Linked DNA regions of Mus musculus: region 2 is linked to region 1. A link is a contact called in public HiChIP or PLAC-seq data. All regions are on one chromosome and are shown on one strand. Each heading gives the region's core, a stretch centred on a gene start, on an enhancer-like site or on the middle of the called end of the contact. The rest is flanking DNA. Distances are from core to core; before and after follow the strand shown. Region 1 overlaps Maml3 (mastermind like transcriptional coactivator 3). Region 2 overlaps Maml3 (mastermind like transcriptional coactivator 3).

What was found. HiChIP or PLAC-seq counts read pairs in DNA pulled down with a chosen protein or histone mark.
Region 2: an H3K27ac HiChIP or PLAC-seq map of microglia shows a contact between it and region 1, with 5 times the contacts expected there. The contact joins two enhancer-like sites. A contact is called at or near these places in 4 of 115 datasets of contacts at active chromatin or transcription factors (bone marrow-derived macrophages, embryonic forebrain, epiblast stem cells and 1 more).

The regions. Positions count from the first base shown.
Region 1 is chr3:51,858,102-51,861,318 of GRCm38.p6, reverse strand. All of the region lies in intron 1 of Maml3 (mastermind like transcriptional coactivator 3), which reads left to right. Among named protein-coding and RNA genes, the nearest start is that of Gm46803, 150 kb to the right of the region's middle. Within about 2 kb of position 1,903, at least 25 of the 459 cell types and tissues checked have an H3K27ac peak or open chromatin away from gene starts, as enhancers often do. A contact at or near this core is called in bone marrow-derived macrophages and microglia, where this site is marked.
Region 2 is chr3:52,044,936-52,047,952 of GRCm38.p6, reverse strand. The region is part of intron 1 of Maml3 (mastermind like transcriptional coactivator 3); the gene reads left to right. Among named protein-coding and RNA genes, the nearest start is that of Maml3, 59 kb to the left of the region's middle. Within about 2 kb of position 1,687, at least 377 of the 459 cell types and tissues checked have an H3K27ac peak or open chromatin away from gene starts, as enhancers often do. A contact at or near this core is called in bone marrow-derived macrophages and microglia, where this site is marked.

The DNA.
Region 1 (3,217 bases), core at 654-3,153:
CAAGTAGAGCATATGTATTTCTTGGTCCTGTTCATCCATTACAGGTTCCAGAACAGAATCGTGGGCCTGTGAGTTCTAAAATAGCGTCAGATTCATTGTTAAAGACCGGTACTCATTTTCTTACCATCACTTCAGAAGGTGCCTGACCTCGTTTCTGTTAGGTCACTAAGCACTGATACTTGAATTCCCCACATGTTTGGAACCACATACATTCAAACAACTGTCATGCCAAAGATCAGAATCTCGGTTTCCTGATTTGTTCCATAAATGACGTCACTCTCTAGCAGTGTTCCCCCTAACGTGATGGGTTGATGTGGTTGGTTTTTATTTTTGTTTTTCTCCTTTGAAGTGAGTTCTGGTGTGTCTTGGGGTTTTACTGCTGTAAACAGACACCGCGACCAAGGAAACTCTTATAAGGACAACATTTCATTGGGGCTGGCTTACATGTTCAGAGGTTGAGTCCATTATCATCAAGGCGGGGGGCGGGGGGGGGCGACATGACAGCATCCAGGCAGGCGTGGTGCAGGAGGAGCTTAGAGTTCTACATCTTCATCTGGAGGCTGCTAGCAGAACACTGGCTTCCAGGCATCCAGGGTGAAGGTCTTAAAGCCCATGTGAACAGTGACACACCTACTCCAACAAGGCCACACCTCCAAATAGTGCCACTCCCTGGGCCAAGCATATTCAAACCATGACTAGGTGTGTCCCAGTTAGATCCCTGCTCTCAGCTGTTCAAGAGCTTCGACTGGGTGGACAAGACTGGCGCTAGTATGTAATTGAAACTGGAAGGTTTAAGGAAATGATTAGATAGGAGTTTGGCTAAAGGAAACCTTCGACTCTGTTTATACTTTTAAGAACCTAATTCTCAGCCGGACAGTGGTGGCGCACGCCTTTAATCCCAGCACTTGGGAGGCAGAGGCAGGCAGATTTCTGAGTTTGAGGCTAGCCTGGTCTACAGAGTGAGTTCCAGGATAGTCAGCGCTATATAGAGAAACCCTGTGTCAAAACAAAACAAAACAAAAAACAAAAATCAACCTAATTCTCTGCTTCCAAGAGAGCACATATTCCTTAACACTCACATCACCTTTAGCTCCGTGTTACAATCCGAGGGGCTCCTCTAGAGCCTTGCCAACTCTACCAAGTGCAGTTCAGAGGGAGTCCAACACATCTCACCCCTAAGGTCATCTCTGTCAAGGGCATGAGGTACCCAGATGGAAGAACTTTTCCAGACTCCACCCTGTACCACTTAGGCCCTCTACTGTCTCCTGTTCTCCTGCAGCTGAGTGGGAGCCTAACCAAGGCAAAGCCTTGGTCCATTTGGCATGCATCTCCCCAGCTCCTCCTCTGTGGAAACCCATGGACCACAGCCACCTGTCTAGAAGAACAGTGTCAAAGAGATGAACTGGGTATAAAAGGAATAAACTCATAGAGTTAGCAAGAACTTGAGTCCGTAAAACACTCCTTGGTGCAAGAGAACGTCCCATGAGTTAGCAGGAATGAAGACTCTCGTTAGGAAATTCCTTCTGGCCACCAACCTGATTTCTTTCAAACTCACTTGTAGCATTTCTGAATTAGACTCCTTTTGCAGCTTCTTATTAACTGTTGCTAAGATCCTGACCACTGCAGACACCCAGGAAACAAGGCAGCCACAGTCCCTAAGTTCTCAGCACAAAGTCTGACAATGTCTACAATGTGGGTATATAGACAGCTTGAAAAACCTTATTCTAAATAATCCAATTGAGTGTGGGTGGGCTGGGGTGGGGAAGGGAGGGGTACCCAGCTTCCTACAGTATGAGGAGTCTGAAATCTGATATGTACTGTGAGCAACCATTGACCAGGAAAGGGAGGGAGAGAGGGCGTGTTAACCAGGGAAGGGGGCGGAAAGAGGAAGTATTAACTAGGGAAGGAGAGGAGGGTTTGGTTTTTTTTCCAAGCAAAGAAAAATACTTTGCCTAGAGGCAGAAGGAAGCCTGACACAGAGAACTTAAAGAGGTAGAGGAAGTGTGGGTTGCAGCCTGGTGGGCAGTGCTGGCCTAGCATGAGCAAGGCCTCATGGGATTGTTCCCAACTTCATATTCTCATTCTCTCTCTCTCTCTCTCTCTCTCTCTCTCTCTCTCTCTCTCTCTCTCTGTGTGTGTGTGTGTGTGTGTGTGTGTGTGTGTGTACATACATATATACATGAATGAATGACTTTAAGGAGAATTGATGGAAGACACACTCTGGATGAGCGTGGGAAGGATGTGGAAGGACATGACAGGAAGACCCAAAGATGGCAGTTGAGATTGTAGACTGATTGCTTGGGCTTATAAACAGCAAACACACAGCAATGTGTCTTTTGAAGAAGGTGGCAGCCTACTGGATAGATATGAGAGTTAAACTATGGGTAGAAGAACAGATGAGGGAAGGAAGAGTGGGTGGGTCACCCAGAGAAGACCCCGGTCAGGGTCAGTGACGGTGTGAGTGAGCACGAGATGAGCGTATCTCTCTGTACGATGCTCACACTTCTGACCTGGATAGCTGGGCAGATACTGAGATGGGGAACAGGTGAGGATGGAATTAAGATTTAGATGTTCCTGAACTATCTAAGTAAGCTGGAGTTGGTGGGGCTAAGCAGATATATTGCTGGCTACACAGTTTGTGACCATCAACCTCGGGAAGATGGCTGCGGCCCTTGTAGTAGAGGAAATTGCATAAATGAGCAGAAATTGGGGAAAGTTAAGGGGAAACCAGGGGAGAATCCCACCATTTACAACAGTGAAAAAGAGAAAACCAACTGTGGCATCATGGGAGATGGTGGAAACACACCAAGCAGCAGATGGAGCCAAAAATAACGTAAACCAAGACACACGCGGACGTTTTACGCCATGTTCAACATTAATCTTTATTATCAGTATTTCAGGCATGTGTTCGATCCACATTCATAGGACAGTTTCACTGCTCTGATCACTATGGCAAGAAAATGGAACCAACCCAGTCAGCCATCAACAGATACAGGGATAGTGAGAGCCTGCTGCATCCGTAAAATGGAACAGTATTCAGCTCTAAAGAAAAGGGAAACCACAGAATTAGCAGAAAGAAATGGATTTAGAAAGTATCATATTAAGGGCGGTTACCCACTCTCAGAAAAGAATTGCATGTTTTTCTTCACACGGGAATCTAGTCTGTAATGTGCACATGTATATCTGTAAACAAAAGTCTATGTGGGTATGGCATAAA
Region 2 (3,017 bases), core at 438-2,937, 190 kb before region 1:
AATCCGGAGGAGCTCCGTGCAATGACAGAGATGTGTCTTAGAGTTCCAGGAGCCAGGAAGAGCATCACCGAGCCCAGCATGCAGTTGGGGAGCTCTTGAGCAAAGCCGTGGGTTTAGCTGGGTGAAGTGGTACGAGGAATAACGGAGACTGAGCAGGGCATGGGAGATCCCTAGTGCAGCAGGAGATTGATGCAGGCAGGACTAAGCTTGGCGATACTGGAAGGGAACAGCTTTCAGATGCCACGCGGAAGGCCTTGGAACAAGTGGGGCATTAGTGTTAGCTCTCTCCTGGTGTTGGGCAAGAGACACAGAGGAGGGCTCGGGGCTGAGCTAAGGGGCTGTGCCCTCATCTCAGGGTGCTGGGAGCTGGATTTGAGAAATGTGAGTGAAATAAAATGCAAAAAGCTTTTGCTTTTAGAGATGGGAGATGAGGAGGGAATAGGAGCCCAGCCTGAAGGATTGGTGGACCATCAGTCTCTTTAGAAAGGTCTCTTTAGAAAGAACTCATGGTTTCCAGTTTGGGGTGTGCAGGTCTGTGGGGAGGCACTGAGATCCAAGACAGGCTCTTGCTATCACCCTGGATAACCCACAGTGGCAGAGTCATTGATTTTTGCTCTGTCAAGACAGGGGGAGCAGGAAATGCGTGGAGTGTGAAGTGGGAGGAGCTAAAGCTCTTCCCATGATTAAACTGAATCTGACGGAACCACCGCAGAAGGATGAACCCAAGGTCCGTACACTGTGAGGTCCTTTGAGGAAGAGGCAGGATCACAGGCGGAGGCAACTCTGAGATCCTTGGGTGTCAGCAGCCAAGCTGAAGAAAGGCTGCCCCCGTGTCGCAGTAGGAAGGGATTCATGCTGCTGATTGGACGGCTCTGTGTTCTTGGCTATCGGTGGCAGGCTGCCAAAGCTCCTCTAAGCTGTCACTCACGGCCGGGAGGGCCGGACTTGTGGAGCTTGCCTCTCCAGAAAGTCTTTTTGGCCTTGAGACAAAAGAAAAAGAGCAGCTTATCGCACACTTCAGGATCCAGAGAGCCAGGAATTAATGAGCTAAGACACTGACCGAGGAAGTGGGAGAAAGCAAGGAAGGAGAGGTTCAAATGGTGGTTCTGCTTAGACGATAATGATGGTGATGACGATGATTATAAATCCTTGCAAACAGACATGAAAAGGAGGAGAAAGTTAGACTCTCGGGATCCTTAGGAGCTTCATTTGGGGCCACCATTATCTGAGGAGCCAGTCTCTGTGCTCAGTTGTCCCCAGTGACAGAAAAGAGAAAGAAATCTAAGAGTTCCAGATTTATAGATTTTCTTAATAATAAGGATGACGGTAGATGAGGGAAGGACAAATGGGAGTCTGTGGCCAGCGTGGGCAGGCTGCCTCCTTGTTTTATTTTACTGGTGATTTTCCTTTGCTTTGCACAGATCAGATTTCCCGCTCTGGTATTCAACAAGGAGCACATAGCCCGAGGATAGCAATTAGCTCTCTCTGAGCCCACTCTCCTTTGCACAGCTCTCGCTGACGTGTGCAATTACTAGCACCCCGGCAGCTCTTTTCAGATCTCGGCTGTGCACAGTGGGAAGTCAGGCCCACCATCCCAGAGTCCTCTGCCCAGACTCCTCCTCACCTGGTGCACAGGGACCTTGCCTGCAAATAGAACTGACGTGCCGGGACGTCATCGGGCCTGGCAGAGCTCATTGGCAGAGAAGTTCAGAGTTTTATTTTCAACCTAGAGACAGGCGGAGATAGATCCAGCTAGAACAGGTCTCTTCCGGCTTAGGCCCTCCTCCTGTGGTTGCTGGAGTTGTGGAGGATGGAATGTCAGAGGGAGCGTGCTTCTTATAGCCTCCTGGCTCACAGACTGAAGTTGGCTCCCTACCCCTCCGGCTGGTCCGTCGTCACAGTAGTCCTACGGTGTCCTGCGGGAGCTGCCTTCCCACAGCTTTCTTCTCTGCTTCTTTTCTTTCTCTACCTTGTGTGGTCAGGGTGTGTGTGTGTGTGTGTGTGTGTGTGTATGTGTGTATTCCTCAGGTAGATCCACTTCCAAATGAAGACCCCCCCCCCACCCCCAGCTAAGTTAATTCACTTCAGCTATAAAGTTGCCTGGGTAGACAGGAATGGCTTAAAACTTTAGGAATAAAAACTATAATACAGTGCAGGAAATGTTGCCTTTGTGTGGGAGGCAGAGAAAACCAAACCCTAAGAGGCTGAGATCCACTTCCATTCACCCTTCAAGGGAGGGCATCTTTGCCAAACCTGACTCTCCACAGGAGGATTCATAAATGGTGGTTGTTGTTGTTGTTTTCTTTTCTGGTTCATCTCATACCTGGCTGTGCCTTTAAGGAATGTTTTGGGGGGAGGACAGGGCACGCTTTGAGACCTCCTTCTTATGTATCCCAGACTGGCCTGTAACTCAGGATCCTCCAGCCTCAGTCAGCCTAGTGAGGGGATCGAGGTGGCACTGTGCCAAGCCTACATGTCTTCTTTTAAAAGGCAGAGACTTGCTACCGACCTAAAATCCAAGAGACCACAAAAGCAAGCTCTGGTGTGCCCACTCAGGGCTAGCTGAGGAGGCTCCCAAGTTCCCAGGGATTTTAGGGCGGAACTAGCAAAGGGTTAAGTGCCCCTCCCCCAACCCCCATCCCGCCACTACCTGACTCCACCCCCCCCCCCTCGTTGCTTGAAAGAGCAGTGTGGCCTAAAATGAGGGTTCTCTGCTTTGGCTTCTGTCTCTCTTGCTTGTCCTGACTTAGTAATCGTTCATTGTGACCGGCTTCTGTACATTACCTTGCCTCCTGTCCACAATCGCTCCACAGCTAAATTTCTGTTGCTTTTTAATTATCGCCATCATTATTTGGAACCGACGCGATGTTTTAAGCGAGATGTTTCGTCTTCTCGGTTGCCCCAGTGAAGAGGCCCGAAAAGGACCACAGCCCAGCCGGAGTGGGCCTCCCCTTCGAGGAAGCCCCTCGGCCACTCCCACCCTGGTGGGTTGTTTGTGTCTCACCCCATCAGCCACT